Linked DNA regions of Mus musculus: region 2 is linked to region 1. Evidence: chromatin contacts called from public promoter capture Hi-C data. All regions are on one chromosome and are shown on one strand. Each heading gives the region's core, a stretch centred on a gene start, on an enhancer-like site or on the middle of the called end of the contact. The rest is flanking DNA. Distances are from core to core; before and after follow the strand shown.

Region 1 (5,883 bases), core at 1,997-4,496:
TTTGTTTTCCAGTACGGCAAGCTTGGCTTGTTTATACAATATGCTACACATACACTGGCTATAAGAAGCAAAGTGTGAAAAAGCAAGTCCTATCCTGACAATGATTGTCTTAGACAGTGAGTGGATGTACAATTTTCTCCTCCAGGCTTGTGCTCGGGAGATGCCTGTAACCATGGCTTTATCATGGTTGGGGAAGATGATATTCTGGGCTGAGAGAAGATCATTTTGTGGGTATGATTGACTTGGGAATTTTTTCCAATGTCTTAGTTACGTAGTTGCAAAACATGAAATATCATGCATGTATAATACAAGTTATATTAATCAATACTCCCATACCCTGGAATATTAAAATAGGCAATTTGCTCAACAAGATCTTATCAAGAATTTATAAATAAATAAGCATGATTTCTATATCCTTAGAGCTTATATATGCAAACAAACCAATAAGTATGTTTAAGGATAGAATAATAAAATGTAACCATCCCAATGGAGTATATATATACATTTTTTAATGAAGTTATAGAGATTTGGAGGAATGACCCAGGCAAGGAAAACAAGGGACAGGAGTCGGGGTTCTGAGGCTGTGAAGGAATCTGAGCTGTCAGCATCTGAGGCAGATAAACAGCAAGATGGCTCAGTTGGTAAAGGTGACTGCCACCAAGCCTGACAGGCTGAGCTTAATCCCAAGGACTCTCATGGTGAGAGGAGAGTGCCGACTCCTCAATTTGTCTTCTGACTTACATACATGCATGACATGGCATATACATGCCTGCATACACAAACACACCAAAAATATCACAGAACAAGTAAAAAGAAATGAAGGTTGTTCGGTGTCTAATGATGTTTTCAGTGAATAAAAACATTGAATTTTATAATACATGTTTTTAATAGTCTGTTGGGAAGAGTGACAGTGGAAAGGATGTGTTTCAGGCCAGTGTGAGCAGCTGAAAGGTATCATGGCTGAGTCTCACTGGACAAGGGAAGGGAGGCCTTTCACAGAACGTGGAGTAGCCCAAAAGGCAGGGTGTGTGGGCCCATGGAATGTGCTTCTTGTGCACATGTGGACTAAGGTTTGGTGTCACAGAAGGCCACCCACGGGAAGTAAGCAGAGGACTCTAACATGCTTATGGAGAGGCATCTTAGACAGAGACAAGAACCAAGAACGCTCAAGAAAAGCCACACAGAAGCTGTGCCCATATCTTACACAGGGAGGATGCTAACTTGGCCCATCAGGGAAGCCGAAGGAACAACAGATTCCCAACCCATCATGGTGACAAAACTCAGGGGACTTGCTTCCTGGCAGAGAAGGAAAAGGGTCCTCTCTGTTTCTGGTTTCAGGAGCTGGGTAGTGGGTAGACCATTTCCTGAGAAAAGGCAGACAGCAGAGACAGCAGTGGAGAGCTAGCAGGAACCTCCTAAAAACAAGCAGGGCCACTTCTCACTGCTCTTGAACTCCTGACTGCTCCCAGGAATGTGGCCTTGAGAGGGAAGAAATCTACCTCTGAATTTCTCTTTTTAAGCCTCCTCTGTTCTAGGCTTTTCTGTGAGAAAGGCTACCCAGCCAAAAGCTCTATGCTTGGACCCTGGAAATAGACTGCCAGAGTCCTACCTGCCTGGGTAGGCAGTACCCTACTACAGCCTCAGTCTCCTGCAATAGTGATAGTAGTGATAGTAGTGATAATGCCTACCTCATTGTATTACCATGAAGACGAAGGGCTTACTCTATATGATGTGTCACCAGCTGGGTCCACTGCATGCTATGTGAGTGTGTTGTGGTCCTCAAGACTCTTCAACCATGTCATCTTCTTTCTGTAGCATATCTCTCTACCATGTCCCTCTTCTCTTCAGGTGTCTCCCAAGTTCTGTCCTCAGTCTTCTCTCTCACAGTACCCACTTGGTGATTATTTCTCTAATCTCTGAGTACCTCCTCAAGTTGATGTGTTCTGACCATTGTTTTATTTAACATCATGAATATGATAAATGCAGCACACCCTTACAGTGTCCCCTAAATTGGATCTTTCTGCCCTTGTCCATGGATGACAGTGACTCAGCCACTCCCTCCATCTTCCCCAATATCTAAAATCTGATGCTCTTCACTGTGACTTGGGCATCCACTACCCTCCCACCAAAGCATTGCTCATCAAACCTTAGAACAGATGTCGGGGTTAAGGACAGTGCTTCTCTGTGGTAAGGGAAGTACTTCCCAAGTGGGACCAGATACCCTGCATATCAGATATTTACATTACAATTCATAACGCTAACAAGATTACACTTATAAACATATCAGCGAAAGTAATTTTACAGTCGCAAATCACTCTAATGTGAGGAACCGTATTAAAGAGTTGCAGCATTGGGAAGGCTGACAAGCACTGGTCTCATGCCAGCCACAGCCAGCCCTCTCTGCCTCACTTCTCCGTCTGCACATCTTTCACCTTCCAGGAATCGCTCCTAGGCATTAGAACATGGGTGCTGGCTTTGTGCGCCTCCTGACACAGCTTGCCCCTGCTGCTCACACCTCTACCCTCGGGTCAGCTTTGCTCTTTCCCAATGCCCCAGCAGACCCCCAAGCCTTTCCTAAACACCTTATACTAGTTCCACAGGGCTTGTCCGTTTCCTTATTTTACCTCATTCCCTAAACCGGACCCTTTTCTTGCTGGGCATGGGCCACTCCTGTCTCTAAGGCACAGGGCCTGGCATAAGAGAAAGTACCCAATCCCTAGACGGGTCACGTTCTCAGTTTCAGCATTCCTAATCAAAACCTGGCCATGCTCGCTGTCACTCTGTACAGAGACTCTGCCTCCACCCCCACCCCTGAGACAGAAGGTGTTGACCTGCAGAGGATCTGGGCTGGGAGAGATCTTAGCTTCCATGACTTCGGACTGGGTAGAGGCTGGTACCGGCAAGTGCCCTGAGATGACCATCCTTGCTATACACTGTTCTGTTTTCACAACAGAAGCGAAGGTTTGCCAGCATGGCTTGCTCTCTGAATCCTGGGCATCAGTTCGCACCATCGCAAACACATGCAGGGCAAAGCCCTGGGCACCGCAGGGGTTGTTACCTTCTTCCACTTGAAGGTCTTCTGTGCTGTCTTTCAAGTCTTCATCCACCCAGGGCTGAACTTGAGCCTCCTCCTTCTTTTTCTCTAGGTTCCTGTCGGCATTTTTAAAGACCCATACAACCAAGATACAGACAACTGCTACCAAGACTGGGGTGAGGAGAAACATGGTCTGAAGTCCGACCTGGAATGTGTGCGCTTTCCCACACTGGCATTTATACAAACAGATGGAAGCAGGGAATGCTGGGAGTAGATGTAGAAACGGGGAGGAGTGCCAGGGAGGGAGCAAAGTACAAACTCAGACTCCGTGAGGACTTTGCAAAGGAGCAAAGCTCACAGTTGGGTGCGTGTGGGATTGGTCCTGCTCTGACGCATGCAATTTTAAAACTGTGCACTTGATCAGTATATTTTCAGACATCAATGACCATGGGGTGCATTAAGCACTGTAATGTGCTACATTGCTGGTGGTGGTTTTAAAGAAAAAAAGCATTTGACCTTTCTCCTATTTAACTATTCTCTCAAAGCATCTTCAACTGCCTGAAGCTAGGAATTGCCCAGAGAGCTAATTTTTTAAAAGGGCAGATTTATAAATGTAGGTTCTGATATCCTGAAAGATAATTTCCAGAAAGAGGCTGTCAACGTGCATTTTTAACAACATATGTAAGAGGCACTGCCCTGAGGCTGTAAAAAAAAAAATTAACAGCCATGCCAACATATGCAACAGAGAAGAAAGGCTATGTTTTACATTAAAGAAAGATTTTAATCTGGAAAAAGTGATGCAAACAGTTTGAAATGACTATATCTAAGCTTGAGGCTTTTTGTTTTTTGTCTTAGTTTTTATCTTTGCCTATGCCTCTGTTGTTCAGGCTGTCAGAACACAAATGTCATTGGTTGAGTGACATAAATAACAGAAACACGTGTCTCACAGTTCCAGAGGTTGAGATGTCCAAGCCCCGGGGACCAGCAGGTTTTGTTCCTCCTCGCTTGTATTGTTCTCACAGCTGGGGATGAGGGAGGAAGGAAGGATGGGAGAGAGAACCATTACTCACAGAAAGCTTCCCTTGTGGCTCCTCCATATTCCACGTACTAAATCACAGGTGCTCCCCAAAACCTCATGTCATAGATCCCGCTACTGCTCCCATTTTCACTCATATGAATGAGGCATGAATAGGTCAAATGACATGCCAAAGCCATTAGAAGATAAATGGGACATAAGCAGCCTGAGTCCATGCTGGGTACGTCTGCAGTGTGGACTAGAATTCTTAGCTAAGATCCTGCGGTGTTGAGCCTGCCTGGGTAACAGGGGAAAGCTGGGACAAGGATTTTATGTGCTAGTACAAGAGACATTGCTGCCTGGCTGCCAAGGTTCACACTCAGCTCTGGGAGCTCACCGAAAAGAGATTTTTAAAAAAGCACAGTGCAGGGGCAAGAAGTCTGGCAGCTGTAACAGCAGCAGGATGGGCAGAGCAGTGTGGAGATCAGACAAGGCTTCCAGAGGGAAGAAACTTTGACTCTAGAATTTGAAACCCACCCAAGTTCCCGACCTGGTGCATCTGCAGGTCTCAGAGTACAGGGGAGGGGGAGGGTGGGCCCTGTGAATTCCGCCAATTTTCACCTGCGCTGGACCCAGTGAGCTTCCTCTAACCCTAACACCTCCTCAGTGACCAGGCCTCCAGCTTCTGATAGTGTCGGTACAGAACAATGCTTCAGCTGCCAATGTAATGTACACTTGTACAGGAACAATGTGGCTTCCCTTGAGGAACAGGATCTGTGCCATAGGGTCACAGAACACCGTGTAGCTGATCTGAGGATGGGCCCTCTCTTCTCTTAGTACCTCTACAGCAGAGCTTCTTCACCTTCCTAATGCAGTGACCTTTTAATACACTTCCTCGATCCCCCCAACCATACAGTTATTTTCTTTGCTACTTCATAGCTGTATTTTGGTTACTGTTAGGAATCATAATGTAAATATCTATGTTTTCCGATGGTCTTTCGTTTGATCCCCAAAGGGTCATGACCCACAGTTGAGAACCACTGCTGTGAAGGCTCCTGGGCTACTTAGCTTCTGTACTTTGTCTTTATCCAGTGAGAAAAAGGAGAAGAGTGCCAAGGGAAGCTACAGGAGGAGATACTAGGCGATTCCCCACCGTCCTCCGTTGTTCCTCGTCTCTACAGACCGATCACCAGTTCTAATTCATCTTTTGAGGCTCCCGCTGCCACCTTGCAGACCACATCAGGAATGGTATTATTTATTCTAGAAGACACACCTCCCCAAACAAATATGCTGATGTTAATCCTATGAAGTCAGTCTGTGTTCCTGCTTCTCAAAGTCCCCAATGTTTGTTTGCAGAAGGCAAAGGGGGACAAAGGGGGGCTCTGTAGGAAAGAGGCTGCCCAGGGCATCGAGTGAGCCAGCAGAGCTCACAGGAGCAAACCAAGCTGTCTTGGTTGAGATCAAGTGCTCAGCAGCAACTGTGATGGCAACAATTTAAGGAAAAGCTGGAAGCAAGGCTGGGCTGAACTCTGTCCGTGATCTGATCTCAGATCAAATATGAAGTCAGGGAGACACAGGAACTTACAAGTCCATTTAAATAAAAAAGTCAGCTTCATCTATACACAAACCCCCTTCACTAATTCTACCCCACTCAAGAATATGTCTGTCTGACACTCGCTGAGTGGAATCATGCCTGCACTCATGATGTCTGTGTGCCAATGATAGTTAAGTCCTCCTCTGTTTGCATTATTCCATTGCGTCCACAGGATGAAACATTTTAAATTAAACTCCACTCTCTGAAAAACCAATCAACCAAGCAACCAACCAAACAAAC
Region 2 (5,883 bases), core at 1,317-3,816, 280 kb before region 1:
TCCTAACTCTGTTCCATTGCCACTCCCCTGCCATTAACACGATCACCCAAGAGCTACCATGAATCTACAAAAAGCTGACCTGTATTCATCTCTTTCCTACTTAAAGTCTATACATAGGGTCTCACCGTATTTTCAGACAAAAGTGAGACACCTTAGCATGGCCCACAAAGCCAATCAGTATAGATTCCTTGCCTCTTCCCAAACCAATCACTATGGATCTCTGGCCTCCCTGGTTTGTAACTCACCCATTTGTTCTCTCTTTCACTGATGTCCCCTGGACCTTCTCAAATCTCTTGCCAACCCATATCAAGACCTTTCCTGTGCTCTTCATGGCCACTGCTGCTGTTAATCACACACTTATTAAAGCTCTAAGCCATTGTCTTCTAGCACCACCAGACTCTAAGCTCTTGAGGGTTATATTTTTGTGTGACTCACTGGTCCTTACAGGTTACCACAGGACTTGGGTGATGGACCCCTCACCAATGCGCCTGCATGGAAGACCGAGGACGCTTGGGCCTTACCTGATTCCCGACTTGACCATTTATTCATAGTTTGCTGCTTTGTTTTCTGCTCACAGTATTCTTGTCCTTTCCTCTTTAGATGGAGGATAAAGAAGTAGCGAGAAGAGCTGTTTCTGCTGCATCATTTCTCAAGCCAAACAGACTAACGATTTCATACCACAGCTAATAGGGTTGTGAGTTCTGTTTGCTTGCGTGATCCATGCTTTCTCTACCATTCCTAGGATGAATAGGGAGCCCACAATTTTCACTGAACTTTTGAACATATGAATGCAGAAGTGTATTTTAAGCCACTTAGTTCTAGGGCTGACATGTTTGTCCAACTCCAGGGGGTACCATTCACAGATGTTGAGGTCAGCAGGGCTGTGCACAAAAGGTGCTGACACTTTAAGTAATGGCTGGTGGTCATTCTGCTTTGCGAATTGTGGTTGTTCTTTCTGGGTTATTCACACAACTACTCTTAGGTTTAATTCTTTATTACAAACCTAACATTTATCCTACATATCATAAAGGCATGACTTAAGGGATCATATCCCATCATTGTAAGAAAAGTGAGCATGTATGAAAAGAAAATCTACTTAAGTCCTTTTTTTATTAGCAGTCGTCCCCCCCGCCCCCCCAGTGTACTGCTGATTTTTGAAGACGGATTTTGATCTCTCCTTGCTTATTTATTCTGGAAGCATAAATATGTGTAAAAATGCAAAGGAAAACCCAATATTTTTCTTCCACCAAAGTCTATAAGATATATGAACAAAAGTAAATAACTATCTCATTAAGGGATCAGGGGTAAAATAATGCCAATGTTTTCTTTGAATGCAGAACCCTTCAGTTATTCCAAGAATGGTTTAAAAGGAAATCAGAATTACATCTTCGGATCACAACCTGGGTTAGAGCCACATCCACATGTTGAAGAAAGGGTGAGAGGGTAGACTACAGGCTGGAAGTCTCTGGGCTTCCTGACTTGTTGCCAAGAGGACTAAATAAGCAACAGAATGCAACATCAAGGAAACTGGTGCACACAGGTAAACATTTAGCCTGAAGCCAGACACAGTGGTTCACACACAAGTCTTACACCAAGAGACCAAAGTAGGAGGATTGTTAGATGTTCAAGGCCATTCTGGGATACAAAGCAAGACTCTATCTCAAGAAAACAACTTTGACCCTAGAGAGCGTTTCATGTTTTATTTCACATATTAGCTAAAGGGTTAATGTCCTCATAGCCCAAGGCCTCTGGATACCAGCAGATGTAGTCAAGAGGAAGCCAGGCATCTAACCATCATAGGGTGACTTTTGTAGAATTCAAAGGTCATTTCCAAAGCCTTTGCAGTTTCAGTAGACCCAGGCAGATGTCATGTTTTCTCTTGGCTCCTATTTAATCCTATTAATTGCAATAGAAACACTGTCCACTTATCTACAAGTCTTTGTTTGTTTGTTTGTTTGTTTGTTTGTTTAAGACTTTCTTTCCCCTCAGTCAGGGTAAGTTGTCAAATCAGGAACCTCCTGTCCTTCTGAAGCCATAGTGTGGCTGTGTGCCTCCTTAGGCAGGCTGTTCTGCAGAACTGTGTGGGGGAGAAAGAGGCCCAGAGAAGAAGGCTCAGCCTAAAATGTCTAAACATAAATTGAGATTAACAATTGCTTTGAGAACGAGTATTGCCAGATGTAGAGACTATATTGGCCATGATAATTTGGCTTTCATTTTACTCACATCTAAGGTCAAGTGAGACATAGTATGTTTTACATTACTTTGTGCAAAATTCAGTATTGGAGAAATGTGTATTCTGTGTTGTCAAAATATTAAAATACTTTTTTTTTCTAGAAATAAGTTAACATTTAGATAAATGAAACAGATTTGTAATGGCTCACTCTACTTTTATTCTTAACTAGTCAACTTACCCCCATGTAGTACCCACATGAAAACATCACAACTTGTGTCTTTATGCAAATACTTCAGGGAAGGCCTTGTTAGGAAAACAGAACCCAGCTCACTGGAATGCTGAACTCCAGCCTGGTCATTAGCCAGCACAGCTCCATGGAAACCACTCTTTCTACAGATCAAAGGACAGTTCAGTGCTCAAGAATTGCCTCAGACTTCCCAATAATAGAAACTAGGCCGAGTATGGGTACAACGTCTCAAAAGGACCATTAAAGTTTATTGTAGAAGATCACACGTGTCCTTGCACACATAGACATGCTAGAAACTCAACAAAGGGCTCTCCAAGAAAACCATAATATTCTCTCTCCATATCTGCACACACACACACACACACACACACACAAACACACACATGAATACTTTTTCTATTTATTTGCAAAAAATACAGATAGGCTAGCCAGTGCTTTACATTTGACCTTAGCAGATGCAAACAACAATGAGAGTTAGCCAGTCTATTCATGGGCACCAAGACACAGTGATAACCTGGTGTGCAGAGCTTCCCTAAGGCACAGGAGCTCACACCTAAAAATCAGAAATTAGACCTTCAGCATCAATCTGTACTTTTACTCCCCTGAAAAGCGTCGTGACTTCCTTATTTATAAGCAGCCTTTAAGAATTTCCTTTTATTTCTTTTTATATTATAGAAACAGGCAACTGGATGTGGTGGTTTAATCTTCACTGTTGACTTGATGGGGCTAAGGATCACCATGGAAACACTCTTTTGAATGTGTATCTCAAACTCTCTCTAAGGGTCCTGTTTGGACAACATGACACAACCTGGCACAATTTGTTGATGACTGGTCAAGAGAATTTCATTTGTAGAAATTCTTTTTTGAAAACTGTATCTATAGAAACACAGTATTGAAAAGCTATAGTCCTAAACTATTTTGGGGGATATGAAAAGGCTAAAATCTAGGAGTTAGGCAAGCACAGATAAAATAAACTAGCTCCAGAGGGCATTTAATCAGGCCCTGTTTTCATGATGATGACTTAAAGGCTTGGGCTCCAGGTTTTAAACAGACTGATGTAGTCAATCAATTTTAAATAACCTACTGTGATTGCTAACTTTAATTGTCCATATGACCCGACCTAGAATCACTTGAGAAGAATTTCAATGAGGGATGATCTACATTGGACTGGCCTGTGACCTGTGGATATGTCTGTGGGGGATGGGCTTAACTTCTAGATTTCAGCCAGGGCACCAGTCCAACTTGGGTGTCTTGGTTGATTTCAGATGACAATTGCATCAACTGGCAGAAAGTGGACCATCTAACCCTCTTAATATATTCTGTTCAGGAAGTTGCACGTTATTTACATAACTTGTTGTTGTTGTTTTTAATCCAGAATCTAGAATGGGGAAAAGACTCCAAATGAACCACGGACCTCTGTTGGCTTAAAAAATTTTTATTTACTTCATTTAATACACATGAGTGTTTTGTCTGCATGTTTGTATGTATGCCATATGTGTACCTGGTGTTCACAGAAGTCAGAAAAGGGCATGGGGTCCCTTAGAACTGGAGTTAGGGATGTTATGAGCTGTCATGTGGGTGCTGGGAACCAAACCCACATCCTTAACTGCTCTTAACTGATGAACCATCTCTTTAGCCCCTATATTTGCTTTATAACAGGAAGCTCTTGTTCAGATATGACCACTGTGACTTTAAAGGAAGAAAAGTGGGTGGTGCTGGTCACCTATTGGAAAACCACTCTGCATCCCATCAGCTCTGGAAGCAGACAGGCCAGTGGGTTGGCTGTATTCCCTCTCCTTCAGTCTTAACTGTGCTTCTTGCCCGTTCAGTGAATTCCAAGATAGGGCTTTCCACACTACCTTGGTGCATGTCTCTTTGCCAAGCCTTAATACCAGAAGAGTTGGACAGTTTATGATATTTTATAGCCAGGGGCAGCAACAACCTTTCTGCAGTGGTTTTCCTGAGTCCATCCAGGAAATTGAGACAACATAGTCCAAAAGAAGGAAAAGCCAAATCTCTAACCTCAACTTCAGTGACTGAACCAACACATTATAGCTTTGACTGGCTGGAAGGAAAGTTCAAGTTTTAGTGCTTTCTCATCTAATACTATAAATCACTGGGGACGGGAGACAACAGTTTTGTCCTCTCATGGATGGGTGTGAAACAGAGCTGCTTTCTGGAATAATTTCCAACCCATAAGACTGTGTCCTAAATCACTCTGAGCCCAGATTTGGTGTCTGGAGTCTGGAATGAATCTTCCCATCAGCAGAGAATTAGATGGGAAAGATAGGGTCATGAGCTGCTTACACAGACCATAGATATGGTAACGAGTCTGTTCTGGGCTGCAACCTCGTTCTACCTTGTGATCTGAGCCAGTAGCCTCCAACCAGCCCAGGAAGCTTCATGATTTCCTGCTTTGATCCCTGCTTCCATAGCCTATGCCCAAACCCCCAAAATAGATGAATAGAGAGCCCTTCTGATGGTGACTATCATTAGATATCCCTATGAAGAATCACCCTGGCTGTACACAAGGTATATAGGTTGGCTCTGGCACAGGTCATAAAGAACAAAACTTTGCTGGCTTAGGCCAGGCTCTTGGTACAATAGGTTCTGGATACAGTAATAGCTATATTTGAGTAACCTTTGGTTCAAGGAGCCTGCATCTACTTTGATCATAAGATAAAAGTGATATTGTACTTGGTCATAACAGGAGACATTTCCCCATCAAAGTTTAAGACATAACAGAGAGTTTGCAACAGTAGGTAGGGATGAAAGTGAGGCACTGAAAGATCATATCACATACTATGTTTTATTTAGAAATAAAAAGAATGCAACAATTAAATGTAATGTCTCCATTCTAACGGACATCATTGGTTGATCGCATGGCATTAATAATACACTCCCCTCTCCCTGACACATGGAGGTGCGGCTCACACCATCCCCAGCTCTTCACGAGGATTGTGACTAGTTGAAGCCACTCTGTGCATGGCTTCTTCACTGTCACAGCCATCAGTTTGAATGAAGAGTTCCTACTTTGTGCCCCAGGGACATGACTTCCTTTTTCCTGGTACAGATGGACTTGGGAATGTGTTATTTCATTTGTGTTCAACAGTTATTGTATGTCCACAGAAGGGAGACAGTCCGAAAAAGAGGTCGACTCTAAGCATGGCTTAGTAGAATAATAGGGAGAATCCTTTACAATGTTTGTGAGTCATTGAATCAGTAACACTCCACCATCTCCTCAGCAGTAATTTAAACTATTAGGCTAGAAAGAGGTTTTCATATTTCTAGTTTTTCTTTCTAAATATATAGTGATCTATGAAAATAAAATCCATTTGTATGTATGCATATGTATATATATATATTATATGTGTGTGTGTGAATTTGTATATATATGTGTCTATGTGTATACATGTGTATGTTTGTGTATGTCTGTATATGTGTATGTATGTGTGTGGTGTAT

What was found. Promoter capture Hi-C pulls out the DNA fragments that hold promoters and counts their contacts.
Region 2: a promoter capture Hi-C map of liver shows a contact between it and region 1, with 9 times the contacts expected there. The contact joins the enhancer-like site here to the promoter of Iyd in region 1. A contact is called at or near these places in 20 of 39 promoter capture datasets (the 3T3-L1 cell line, 3T3-L1-derived adipocytes, the C10 cell line and 11 more), 15 of 484 Hi-C or Micro-C datasets (embryonic stem cells, short-term hematopoietic stem cells and uterus) and 1 of 115 datasets of contacts at active chromatin or transcription factors (kidney).

What each region holds. Positions count from the first base shown.
Region 1 is chr10:3,537,637-3,543,519 of GRCm38.p6, reverse strand. Iyd (iodotyrosine deiodinase) reads right to left here and starts at 3,246. Exons shown (of 5, transcript NM_027391.4): 1 at 3,059-3,246. The coding sequence starts at 3,224. Gm30033 (a long non-coding RNA gene) reads right to left here. Exons shown (of 3, transcript XR_380041.2): 3 at 3,893-4,056.
Region 2 is chr10:3,816,179-3,822,061 of GRCm38.p6, reverse strand. All of the region lies in intron 2 of Plekhg1 (pleckstrin homology domain containing, family G (with RhoGef domain) member 1), which reads right to left. Among named protein-coding and RNA genes, the nearest start is that of Gm30164, 60 kb to the right of the region's middle. Within about 2 kb of position 2,566, at least 34 of the 459 cell types and tissues checked have an H3K27ac peak or open chromatin away from gene starts, as enhancers often do. A contact at or near this core is called in liver, where this site is marked.